Linked DNA regions of Zea mays: all the other regions are linked to region 1. A link is a contact called in public Hi-C data. All regions are on one chromosome and are shown on one strand. Each heading gives the region's core, a stretch centred on a gene start, on an enhancer-like site or on the middle of the called end of the contact. The rest is flanking DNA. Distances are from core to core; before and after follow the strand shown.

Region 1 (4,261 bases), core at 1,041-3,540:
GGACGACACAAGTTGTCACCACCATGGGAAGGACCTTTCATGATTACAGAAGTAACTCGGCCCGGATCATACCGGCTAACCTAGATGGATGGTACTCTAGTAGGGAACTCATGGAAAATCGAGCAGCTCTAGAAGTTCTATCCATAGTAGCACCACAAACTCTAGGTGGTAGACTACAACTTGTAATCCGGTGACCTCATTCTCAATAATGGTTCTCAATAACTGGTACGACACGGTCTTTAAATTACAACACGACGTAGGTAGGATTTTATTATATATTAGCCGTTAAAAGAAAAAATAATGTTATTTATTAGCCGCGCGCGCACGTTTACTTATGTCATTGTAAATAAGTTTCGAGTATTATATGAGGGCACGCAACACATTGTATGTAGAAGGAATAATACACGGATATGTATGTATACCCTCTTCTCTTCGAAGCTGCACGCATCGCGCTCGTCTCGCGCAGCATGTATCGCGGTATATACATACAGCAGTAGTACAGGTTTATAGGGGGCGGGGAAGCAGAGAGTAACTGACGTGAGGTGGTCCGTATTACGTACACGCAGTATATACGTACGTGCAGCTTGTCGGCATATGCCCGCGAGAGGTAGTGGCTGGACATACACGTCGTCGTGGCATCGCATGCACGCAGATCCAAAGAAGGAGCTGTACCTCGTGGTGGGTGCAGTGCAGGGTCGCCGGCACCCGGCAGGTTTCCTGGCGGGGCATCGTGGACGAGGACAGATGGAGACGCGCGGGGGCCGGGGCCGGGGCCGCCTTGTTGCCTTGGAGTGCTTCTATATATTTGCCTCGTTGCCCGGACTAGTTACTTGACCTACTGACGGTAGAAACGCAAGGAGCTAGCGGTACAGTGGTAGCTACTCCTACGACTACGAGCTATATATATTTATATATATAGCCTACGACCTCGATGATATGACTGCATGGCCATCCTCCATTCCTGCCTCCGAGTCTGCAACGTAGGCATGCCTATCCGTCGTACTCCACGTCGCTGATGCGGCTGATGGTGTTGTAGCCTTGTACAGGAGGAGTAGCTTGCATTGCACTGGCAGCCAGCACACACGAGAATGGCAATGCGAGCTGCTGGAACGAACCGGCCTTCTGCATGCGCCAAACGCACGGCCTATATATACATATACATGGGTGCGTGGGAGAGCGGCGACGCTGACGTTATCAGCTTATCGATCCACGGTCACTGTGAGTTTCTGTGTGTGTAGTCGGCACTAGATTAGGCAGTAGTAGCATGCACCTCTAGTTTTCTTTTGACCGGCCGTTGGTGGTGTGGTGTCATGCAAGTACCGAGAAACCAGCAGACGATATATATCCATATTGCGTCAAAAAAAATTACACGATGTTAAGCCTTATAGACATGCCAGTTTGCTTTGAACTGTATCGGGTGTACCAAAAATAATATTTAGTACTATAAAAATATATTTCATGGATAATTATCGATTCGTTTTTACATTAATTTAATTGAACTTAAATTTGTTTGACCCACAGAGGAACGAGAATTGTTGCACTATTTCCTCTACGGAGGTAGGGATCGAGTGCTTATTAGTTATTACTAGTTCGATCGACCAAAGATTTAAATAAAGATTAGATCCCTAATATTTATTATTATGTGAAATAAGCACTCCTATTTGATTAGAGTAAATCACACGCACAGCACATTTTTACAGGAAACGCAATAGGGAATCGTAATCGTCTGATACTGTTTTTTATGAATTATTAAAAAATAGTTTTGAAGTAACGTTAGGTTATAGCAGATCACCAATTATCTTTTGTTTTAACGGCAGGGAAGGAGCAGGCAGCGCGGTTGGGACGGGGGAGTCTCTGCTGTACGCTGTGCTTGTGCACATGCCGCCCCACTACGCCGCCACAGTTTCGTGTGGCCTTCCTTCCCCAACCCAGGCAGCCAGCCCGCCCCCTGCTGGTGTAGGAGTAGCAAACGTGTACACCTCTCTAGCTGCCCGTCCTCTCCCGCCGTTGCATTGCATCGCATCTTTCCCGGACCGGACGACCGGTGTCACACAAGGATGGAACGTCCGGAGTCCGGACGACCGGTGTCACACACGGATGGACCAGCTGGTGGGTCCAAAAGCGGCTCCGCTCCGTTCCGTCCTCCGCCGGTGGGCCCGCCGCCCCACTCGCCGCGCCCTCCCGGGCTCCCGCCACGTGCCCCCTCTCCCCCACTAACCGTGACGTGGACCTCACCACCACCCGCATGGCCGCCTCCATATAAACCGCGCCCCGCCTCGCCGTCCCCTTCCTCCTCATCACTCTGCTAATAAGCTGCCCCGGCCTCCCCTCAAGTTCTCTCTCTCTATCGCAAGCGGCCACCTTGCACCCCTGGCCAGTCCCATCCACACCACCCAATCCTGCTGCGTTCTATATAAGCTGCTGGAGCATCTTGTGCTTTGTTCGATACTAGCGGCCACGTACGTACAATGCCTCCTAACGCCGAGGACGTGCACGGAAGCGGCGGCGGCGGCGCCCTCGCCACGACGGCCCCTGCGGCGTCCAAGATGGACTGCTTCTTGACCACCGTCTGCACGCCGCTCGACCTCCAGGTAGGTGGTGCCTGCGACGACCTAGGAGGCTAGAGGACTATAGGAGACGACGGCTATATATACCTGCTTCCAAAGGAATTGAATCCAAATTAACACACCGATTTGTCGGTTGTCTCCAGTTCATCGACGTGTCGTACCGCGTCAAGCAGACGGAGCGGTCGGCGTCCAAGGCGCCGCCGGGCGGCCGGATATCACACTCGGGTCCCGGCGCCCCCGCGACGGCGGAGGAGCGGACGATCCTCAAGGGGATCACCGGCGAGGCGCGTCCGGGGGAGGTGCTAGCGGTGCTGGGCCCATCGGGGAGCGGCAAGTCGACGCTGCTGTCCATCCTGGGGGGCCGGCTGGCGGGCCGCCACAGCGGGACGGTCCTGGCGGGCGGGCGCCCTCCGTGCCGCGCCGTGCAGCGCCGCACGGGGTTCGTGGCGCAGGACGACGTGCTGCACCCGCACCTGACGGTGCGCGAGACGCTGGCCTTCTGCGCCATGCTGCGCCTCCCGCGGTCCGCGCCGGCGTCCGCCAAGGCCGCCGCGGCCGAGGCCGTGATCGCGGAGCTGGGCCTCGCGGCGTGCGCCGACACCGTCGTCGGGAACGCCTTCGTGCGCGGCGTGTCCGGGGGGGAGCGCAAGCGCGTCAGCATCGGGCACGAGCTGCTGGTGAACCCGAGCCTGCTGGTCCTCGACGAGCCCACGTCGGGGCTGGACTCCACCGCCGCGGCGCGCCTCGTGGCGACGCTGTCGGCGCTGGCAAGGAAGGGACGCACCGTCGTCCTGTCCGTGCACCAGCCCTCCTCCCGCGTCTACCGCATGTTCGACTCCGTGCTGCTGCTCGCCGAGGGCAGCTGCCTCTACTTCGGCGCCGGCCGCGACGCCATGGACTACTTCGCCTCCGTCGGCTTCGCGCCGGGCTTCCACGTCAACCCGGCCGACTTCATGCTCGACCTCGCAAATGGTGAGTCTCTCTCGTGCTTTACGCTACCTTCCTTTCCTTGTTGGCCTCAGCAAAAGGCTTTGCGTTGCATGTCTCTTATTATGCGTTGTTTCAGTTTCCTGTGCATTACCTATAAGACAAGTGAAAGAGCTAGCTAACTAACCACCAAATTCATCATGGTCTGATCCTCTGCGACAGGAAAAGCAGACACACACACACACATACATATATTTCTCTTCATTCTTAGCTAAGCTAGCTAACCAAAAGATTATGAAGAGTTGAAACACACATTTAGAGACATGAGAGAGAATCACTAGATTGACCAGATCACTACTAGAACAAGTGGCGTTGAAGTCTGGAGCAAGTGTCTGTGTGTTCTTGCTCACCTTTTTTCTGCAATTGATGAGAGGATTAGATTCATCATGAGACCGGAGACAAGCGCAACGCCTGGTGAGTGAGTGTGGAGTGCACCCAACAAAGAAGAGAGAGAGAGAGAGAGAGGGGAGAGAGAAAGAGCATGAGAGGAAGGGGGGAAAAAGAGTGGAGATGGTGAGTAGTGCCTGCCATGCATCCCTCCCTAGTGCTTTATTTTCTGCAAAGCACTTTATGGTTGAAAAATCACACACCTACAGGGACACCTGTCACTGAAGGTGGGAATTAGGGCACTACCACTGTGGCTGAACATCATCATCGTCCAACAGAAAGGTACATACTATATACTAGCTATGCTTGGTAGATACTCC
Region 2 (4,261 bases), core at 1,216-3,715, 820 kb before region 1:
CCCTACTCTAGCCCAGACCACTGTTTGGTGCTGTGCTTAAACTGAAGTTCACCATTGCTGGCCCCCACTCTGCTCGAAATTAAAAGCCTGAAAGCTTGCTTGGATCTTGTCGTGAGTTCCTGACACTACCTGCCAATAGACTACCAACCACCACCATCATGCATGCTCAACTCAAATGCTCATGCTCCGACCAGTTACAAGTAGGCCATTAATAATAAGAAACCAAACAAAAGCGGCCCCCAACCAATCCATGCCGCTGCTCCGTGGCACTTTTCATCCCTTGCATTCACATCCCTTCCGCCCCTTGTACCTACCTACCTACTGTACCTAACCAACCAACAGAGTCCAGAGGAAAGGAAGGGCATCTCTCATCTCATCAATCCCATTCGCATGCATCATGCTCCGATGCCCAGTTCCCCTTCCCTCGCTCTACAAGCTAGACAAGCTTTTTCCAAGCCAAAAACCGGCACCCAGCTTTTCTGTTTCTGTGAGCAGCGCGCGTCCAAGTGGGTCATGTGTGGCTGCAGACATCCAGTAACCTGGCTTGTCCATAGCCACCAGCGAAGCACCGTCCAAGTGGTCACTGCGCTTTGCTTTTCATCAGCATCTCAGGCAGGAAGAAGGCAGGCCATTATCAGCCATGCATGCACATGACTACTGATGCGGGGGGTTTTTTTTTGCCGCAAGAAGAGAACATCTGCTCTAGCTATAGGTGATGGAAGAAGATCATCGATGATCAAACTACTCTAAAGCATGATTTGTTGAGGAGGCATGGGCATAGCATGATCACTTTGTCCTCCGAATTGAAACGACAAGACGAGAGCACAACTCATAACCCATGATGCGTGTTTCAGAGACTTGTTAAAGCCTAAGCATGTGTGTCTTTTACGTACTACTACTACTACTAGCTGTAGTTAACTACTATCCCTGCTCAGCTCTGCCCCCCTCCCTCACCCTCAGTCTCGATCGTAATAACGCTCCCATTTTAATGATGTCACTGATCGCTCTTACTACACTATTGGCCTCTGTAGCAGGGCGCCGCCGCCTGTAAAAAATTCAGAGCCCATTGGTGGGAGTGGGAGTGGGAGTGCGAGGAGGAGGAGGAGGAGCTGCCGTCGCCGCAGACGCACTCGACGCCCGGCCGGTACCCGAGGCTGTTGAGGCACAGGCACACCGCCGCGGCATTGGTGCCGCCCGCCGCCGTTTCCTGCTCCTGCTTCATCACCAGTGGCTGCTTGATGATGCCGGTTTCCTCCGGCGGCTGGTAGGCCGCTAGGCTGATGGACAGGTTGAGGTCGATGTCGAGGTGGCGCCGCGGCGGCGTGGCGGACCGCGGCTCGTCGTCGCTGCTACGGCTGTAGGCCTCGTCCGGCGAGTTCGAGATGACGACGACCTCCAAGTGGTCCTGGTGCGGATGGCCTGCTGGACCGCCGCCGGCCGCTCGCTTCTGCGGCTCCTGCAGCTGGTAATGCTGCTGCCCCGCGGTCGCGCTGGCGAGCGGGCGGTGCGTCTGCGGGTCCATGCCGCGGGCGAGGAGCTTGCGCTTGATGTGCGTGTTCCAGTAGTTCTTGATCTCGTTGTCCGTCCTGCCCGGCAGCCTCCCGGCGATGAGCGACCACCTGCATACACATACGCGATCAGGAACGGTTCTTCTTTTTTTAATTTCATCTCTATGGACATGCATGGCATGGCAGCCTACTTGTTGCCGAAGAGCTCGTGGAACTTGATGATGAGGTCATCCTCCTCCTCGGTGAAGTTGCCGCGCTTGAGGTCCGGGCGCAGGTAGTTGATCCACCGCAGCCGGCAGCTCTTCCCGCAGCGCAGCAGACCTGCACAGCCGTCCATCCGCCCCGCACATCTATCAAACTCACCCCATCTTGGAAACATACAAGCATGGCATGCATATATCTTGATCCGCATCCTACGCACCTGCGGCTTTTGGTAGCGATCTCCAGCAGCCCTCGCCGTGGGCCTTGATGTAGGCGACGAGGCGCTGGTCCTCCTCCTTGGTCCACGCGCCCTTGTTGGTGTGCGCCTGCTCGCAGCACGGGGACCTCCCCATGCCGGCCGCCCGCCAGGCAGAGATCGACGACAGCCACGCCGCGCACAGACAGAGAGGCCTCGCTGCTGCCGGAGTGGGTGGGAGTACGTAGTCGATCGGAGGATGCTGGACTGGTGGCGGCGATCGATGGCGTGGTTTTGCTGCGAGCCTTTCGCGAATGGAGAACAGAACAAAGGCAAGGAGCCGGGGAGGAGCGGGGGAGGAGTGGTTGGTTTTATACGAAAGAGGGGTCGAGGTGGAGAGCGTGGAGGAGCGAGGGCCGAGGGTGCCCGCCCCATTGACCCGGATCCCTGTGAGTGAGCCATGGCCCCGTGCCCATGCATTTGACCGAGTTGGTGTGGTGGTGTGATGGGGTGGGAGGTGGACCACCCGGTCGAGTGGTTGGTTGGCTGCGAAGCAGAGCCGCAGCGAGGGGAGAGGAGGGGAGGGGCGCTGCCTGTATTTGGTAGGTGTAGGTAGGTAGGTAGGTAGGTGCGCTTCACTTGAGTGCCCGTTGTCCTATTTCCGTTGGGATTTTGCTAAATTCAGGTATATGGATTTTAGTTTTTTTCAGATAATAGTTATTATATATTTTTAATACTAAAATTACATATACGATTTATTGTATTTTATATAGATATAGTCTGTAATTTGTAGTTTCGAGAATAAAGAATTTATAAGACAACATTATAAACCTAACAAATCTAATTACGTGTTGGCACGATAATAATAAAAAAAATATTTGTATAGTTAAGCAAAGACAAAAAAAAATGATTTGTTATAATACAAAGACAAATCATAAAAGCAACATTTCATACTAATTAGGTTATACATGCGTGTTGACTCAAATTATCTAAAATTCAGACACTTTTATGCAGTTTTTTCTTTGTGTTTTTTTATTAATTTTTTTCCATTTGATGGTCACCATCCTTCCTCCCATGCTGCTTTTATTCCAGTTTGTTCTGGGGAAGGGAGCTTGCTAGCTGTACGCTGGGACTGTACCCAGCTGCAGCTACAGGCTAGGCTGGTAGACGCGGACGGCATGCTTAATAATTGATCGTATAGTAGTGGTGTATAATTTTAGCTAGTCCTAATCAGATATTAATGCTGCAAATAATGATCACATATTTTGAGATGAAACCTACCACGGCCTCTTCTGTTATTTTTGGTTTTCCCAACCTTTATCTCTACTAATATAAATCACTAATTTTAATAGTCGTCCGGCGTCTCGTATAAGATGTTTCCTTCATCCATCTCGTCTACAAACTAGAGATAAGGTAAAACTTATATGCCGGCTAAGAGTACATGACTATATATTATATATATATATATATATATAATTTGTTTTTATGTAATTGTTGTGTCTTAAAACTTTATCGAATATTTAGTCTCTGTTTGGTTTGAGTGACTAAAGATTAGTTCTTTTATTTTATTCTCATTTAGTCTTTAAGGCCTGTTTGGTTGGCTTCTCCCTGTAGCCTTGTTGCATGAGCCAGGCCGCGCGGGAGCCTGGTTTCAAAGATGCGACCAATTTGCTCGCGCCTGCAGACCCTGACCCAGGGTGCTTTGAGTATCGTACAAGCCTCGCTCTACATCTGCATGCATGTAACCAAACACACACCTCGCACGCGTAGATCCTCGTTGACAACAAACAAACACTAGCTCATTATATCCCGCGATGCAGGCACCAGCAAATACAGGCAACCAAACTCACGATAAATATCAAACGGTGGGACTAAAATAAGAACTAAACTAGTTTAGTCTCTAGTCCATCAAAGGGTGACTAAATGAGACTAAACCATATTAATTTCACTTTTTGCCCCTTAATTATTTTAGTTCCACTAATTGAGAGAGAATGGGTGGTATTTTGGTCTTCTTATTATTTATTTAATGTGCTCTAAATACTTTTAGCTGCTACAACCAAATAGGATAATGACTAAATTTTAGTCCCCTAATTAAACTTTAGTCCTTGGACTAAAGAAACCAAACATGCCCTAATACATGTGTGATATATTCTTATTGTAATGTTGTTGTAACTGTGCTCTGAATTAGAATATAATCTTGGTGTCATATATATGCATAGGTATGAAATAGAAGATCAATTAACTGGAGCAGTCATGTGAACAAGCATAACATCATAAAATGATGGAAAATAAAAACATGTGTTTGGCATGTTGACGTAGTTGTACGAGCCAAAATTGCTAATTTGTTATACCTAAT
Region 3 (4,261 bases), core at 1,237-3,736, 580 kb before region 1:
TTACTATTTTCAGAAAATACAAAAGCCCTTTGAAACTGGCCACATTTGTCCAGTATTGATAGTTCAGTGGCCAAGGATTTATAGTTTTTGAGTTGCATGGCCAAAAACAAACTCGGGCAATAATTGGATGGCCAAAAATAGACTTCTACCTAAATAAAAATAAGAAAATCACCAACAGCAGATTTATTGTGGTACCTGTGGTATTCCCACTGTATTGTGACATGCCTCAATTTGCTGAGTAACAAGAGGACGTGAAGGGCAGGTAAATATTATTTTTCCTGAATTTCCATTGTAAATAAAAACAATGTTTCAGCAAGCAATTTCCACAAAGTTCATAAAATACAGCATCAGAGAAGAAAACGGTTACAATGCAATGTGAAACATTACCTTCGGGAAACCATCGAAAGTAGTTGTACATCACTACCGCAGCAATAAAAGTTTTGCCAAGTCCAGTTGGCAAAGCTATTAACGTATTGGTAAACAGAGCCTTTTCAACCATATACTTCTGGTACTCTCGGACTTCTACATTAGCTGCAGCGCGTATAAAAATAGCCAAAATAAATTACTAAGGCAAGATGTGCTGCTTGGATTGCATATAACAACATAGTTATCTAGTGCAGTGTATTTAAGAAGCAAACATGGTTCTATAAGAACTGAACAATAACCATTATCCAGAAAAAATAAACAGAAACTTTGACAGGAATTTTCCATTGTCTATTTTCCAAATCGCTTAATGTCGTCTAGTCATTTGCATCTGAGGAATGAAACTTTGTGCATCCATGTTGAAATCTGGGTGTTTCCCTATGGTGTTTAGGCAGCTACTGCTAAAAAATCAAGGATTTCCTTCAACAGATAAAAGAAACTGGAAAAAATTGAAGTGTTGCGCATTAACAATTCACAATCAAGATATCATTTAGTAGAATGCATATATCCATCTCATACCACTATACTAAAATAGTGCAATTTAACAGTTGTTAGCAGATGCAATGGGCGGAGCAATAGAATCAACCATGTGAGCAACAAACATGTAATCCAGTTGTACTAAAGAATACGACAACCACAGTGCACTCAATACTTAATCTGCAACTAAAAGTGGAAACCCTGACAGTGGTTCGGGAACTCATGTGAAGGCCTAGTAAAACCTGCATTCTAAAGACATGAATAATCAAGCCAAGATATCCCAAAATCCAAATAACCAAGCTAAGAAGTTGCAACAATAACATCCTCAAAAATGACATTTGTTTGATACAACAAAAACATATTGCAAAGGGTGGACAAGCTCCTAGTCCATCTCTATCTGCTTCAACTAAAAGAGGTGCATGCTTCTATGGGTGCAGTGCTACTCCAGCAAACTAAACCACTTATCCTTATGTTATAGTTTTTTGCTTGATTTCCTGATGCAATCGTCTACCTAATATGGCTGCTCAAGTGCTTAACAAAACAAAGTTTAGAGTCAGTTTCCGCATTCCCAAGCATCTTGTACACTTCAGTACCAGCAAGAACTGCTGGAATGTATCCTCAAGCAAGATGGCTGCCATTATTAACTAATAAAGTGCCAGCATTCACTAAAGATGTCTATTTTCCAAGACAACTCCACCCATAAGCTGAATCCCAGCATGAAAACCAGAACAAAGAACAGTTATTGGCAAAATGCTGTAGAAACTCAAACCCCCTCACTTGGATAGATCCATGTCTTGACAGCCTCGTGGTCCAGGGAGACAGCGCAGAGACCATACTCAATCTCCATACTGGGCCGACGAGAGCATCCCTTGCCAGCACGATTGCCCCGACCCGAGCATCCCTTGCCAGCACGAGCTGCAGGGCGCCCCTGACCACCAGCCAGTGCCGGTGCCACCTCCGACGCAGCCCTCTCCTTCTCCTGCTGCCTCCTGGTGAAGGATTCGATGAACCGGTCCTCCACAGCTCTCTCGTTCGCCTGTCCCGAACATCCCTCGCCCGCGCGGACACCCGGCCGCCCTAGGCCGCCGCCGACTGGCTCCACCCCCACGCCCCACGACGCCGCCTGCACGGGCGCTGGAGCGGGCCTCTCTTTCTCTAGTCGCCTCTTGGTAAATGAGTCGACGAAGCGGTCGAGCGTCGACTGCCGCGCCGTGCCGCCGCCCGCCGCCGGTGGCCTGTGAAGCGGCGCCGATGCCGATGGCTCGGGGGGCCGCGGCGGCAGCGGATGATGCACCGGCGCCGGAGTGGGGGCGGGGGCGGGAGCGGGAGCGGGGGCGGAGGCCGACGCGAAGGCGCAGGCTCTGTCGATCTCCTGCACGGCGGCCTCCCAGTCGAAGCCCTGCGGTTAGGGTTACGTGAGCGGGGCGCGACGAGCCGAGGCGGAGAGGTTTGGGGGGGTTGGGGCGCTTACGTCGTCATCGTAGAAATCGACGGAGAGCCGCGGTGGGACGGACATCAACCGCTGGAGCGTTGGAGAAGCTCGGCGAAGGTCGGGGAATTTGGTATTCTGGAGGGCACGTCCAATTTGGGCGGGTAGATTGAAGAAGACGATGAGCTAACATGGGCTACTAGACCACGGGTATGGCGATAGGGCTCAGCTACGGATTGGCGGCCCGGCCCAATTTCTAGCGGGCTATAGGGCTCAGCTACGGATTGGCGGATTGCATGTCTATGATGTATTTTATTTACTCCCTCTCTTTTATATTATAATTCGTTTAACTTTTTTGTGCTAAGTTTAACTGGCCCGTCTTATTCAAATTTTCTTGAACAAATGAAAAATTCAAAGCCATATTTAAAATATATTATATGATAAACAATATCATAGTAAAAATTAACAATAATTATGAAAAAAATTAATAAGACGAGCCAGTCAACTTAGATAAAAAAAGTCAAACGAATTATAAATTGGAACAGAGAAAGTATATAACAAAAATGTTCAAAAATTGAAAAGTTGCCTTTCAGCAAACATGTGGCATATATCATTGTATTAAAAAACATTTTCTACACTTCCAAGATGTTTTTCAAGAACCTTAATAAAAGAAATTATAAAGAGTTCAGTTATTATATGACTTGTGTTCGTACCAGTGTTGGTCACATGTTAAAGCTCTCGTGGAAAACCATAACAGGGTAACACAATTACCGATGAATGCAAGAAGGCAAGAGAAGAAGGAAAATACGATGAAGAAGGTAAATGTATAATTCAAATGTAAATGGGATTGGCAAAGGGAATAACATCATAACCAAAATCATTCGTTTCCTTTATCATATAAGTTTCATTACAAGATACATTCGGAACGAACGTAGGCTATCCGAAGGTGAATAGGCTAAGCCCTTCGAAGGTAGTGGGAGTATGTGGATTGCTAAAAAGTGTTGTGTGCATGGTTATTGTTCACCTATTTATACAAGTGCGACTTTATACACCTTTGTATAAAATTACAGTAATGCCACATTCCTATAAATGGGATCTATAGTAGTAGTGGAGGGTGTTTTTGTCCTTTCTCCCACAAGACGTGTTGTGTACGTCTTCTTGAGCTCCTTCGTCTTTTTGTTGCTCAAGTCAAACAAAGATTTACCTCTCTTGTCACTTCATGAAGCAGGTATCGAAGCTTCATTTCCTTCATGCCGACGAAGCCTCGCTTCTTTCTCCATCTTAACAAAGTAGACAATCAAAACATGTGGAACCTGCCTCTTGAAACCTAATTAAAACATCGAGTTTCGTTACCTAAGGACCTTCGGCAAAGTCTTCTCCCCAACACCGAGCAACTTGATATCATGGCCGCTCAAAATTATAAGGTTGTTCCGACCCTCACCATTTGTAAAAACAAACTAAAATTTGGGGGCCATGGCCCCGAGGTGTCCTAGACTTCATGGAGCTTTTGGACTTATTGTCAAGGCCACCCAAGACCCTCCATGAGCCCTCAAACCTTTAGGTAGAGCCGGCCCAAGGCCCATGCACCGAAGGCGACCGCCGGGGGGGCCAAAAAAGACAGGGGCCCAATATCTAATATGTAGTAGGGGTAAGGATGTAGGCTGGCATGCTGTTTGTCCCTAGAAGCCCAAGAGCTAGGCTCTACGTCTCCATGCACAATGCGCAGGACTATAGGAGTCCAGGAACCAGAACGTCTACTTGTCTAGATGCGCCGCACAGGAGTTCAGGGCTAGACGCTGAGACGCACGATCAGCCAGGACAGTTGGACACCAGCCGCCGCCGCCACTCCGCCAGGCTCTCGACTTCCGGCCATCGGCAACCTGCAAGTCTGCAACCAGCCAACCAAGAGGCCACAGGCCAAGCCGCCCAAGC

The links. A called contact is a pair of places that touch in the nucleus more often than the background predicts.
Region 2: a Hi-C map of ear shows a contact between it and region 1, with 2.9 times the contacts expected there. The contact joins the promoter of LOC100384270 here to the promoter of LOC100281598 in region 1. A contact is called at or near these places in 2 of 25 Hi-C or Micro-C datasets (ear and tassel).
Region 3: a Hi-C map of bundle sheath shows a contact between it and region 1, with 4 times the contacts expected there. The contact joins the promoter of LOC103654570 here to the promoter of LOC100281598 in region 1. A contact is called at or near these places in 2 of 25 Hi-C or Micro-C datasets (bundle sheath and ear).

What each region holds. Positions count from the first base shown.
Region 1 is chr4:212,373,918-212,378,178 of Zm-B73-REFERENCE-NAM-5.0, reverse strand. LOC100281598 (ATPase, coupled to transmembrane movement of substances) reads left to right here and starts at 2,290. Exons shown (of 3, transcript NM_001154517.3): 1 at 2,290-2,591; 2 at 2,711-3,539. The coding sequence starts at 2,469.
Region 2 is chr4:213,189,315-213,193,575 of Zm-B73-REFERENCE-NAM-5.0, reverse strand. It overlaps LOC100384270, which reads right to left and starts at 2,465. Exons shown (of 3, transcript NM_001176835.1): 1 at 1,930-2,465; 2 at 1,700-1,829; 3 at 820-1,619. The coding sequence starts at 2,385. The coding sequence ends at 1,273.
Region 3 is chr4:212,953,372-212,957,632 of Zm-B73-REFERENCE-NAM-5.0, reverse strand. LOC103654570 (DEAD/DEAH box RNA helicase family protein) reads right to left here and starts at 2,486. Exons shown (of 22, transcript XM_008681414.2): 1 at 2,372-2,486; 2 at 1,678-2,299; 3 at 388-531; 4 at 196-278. The coding sequence starts at 2,416.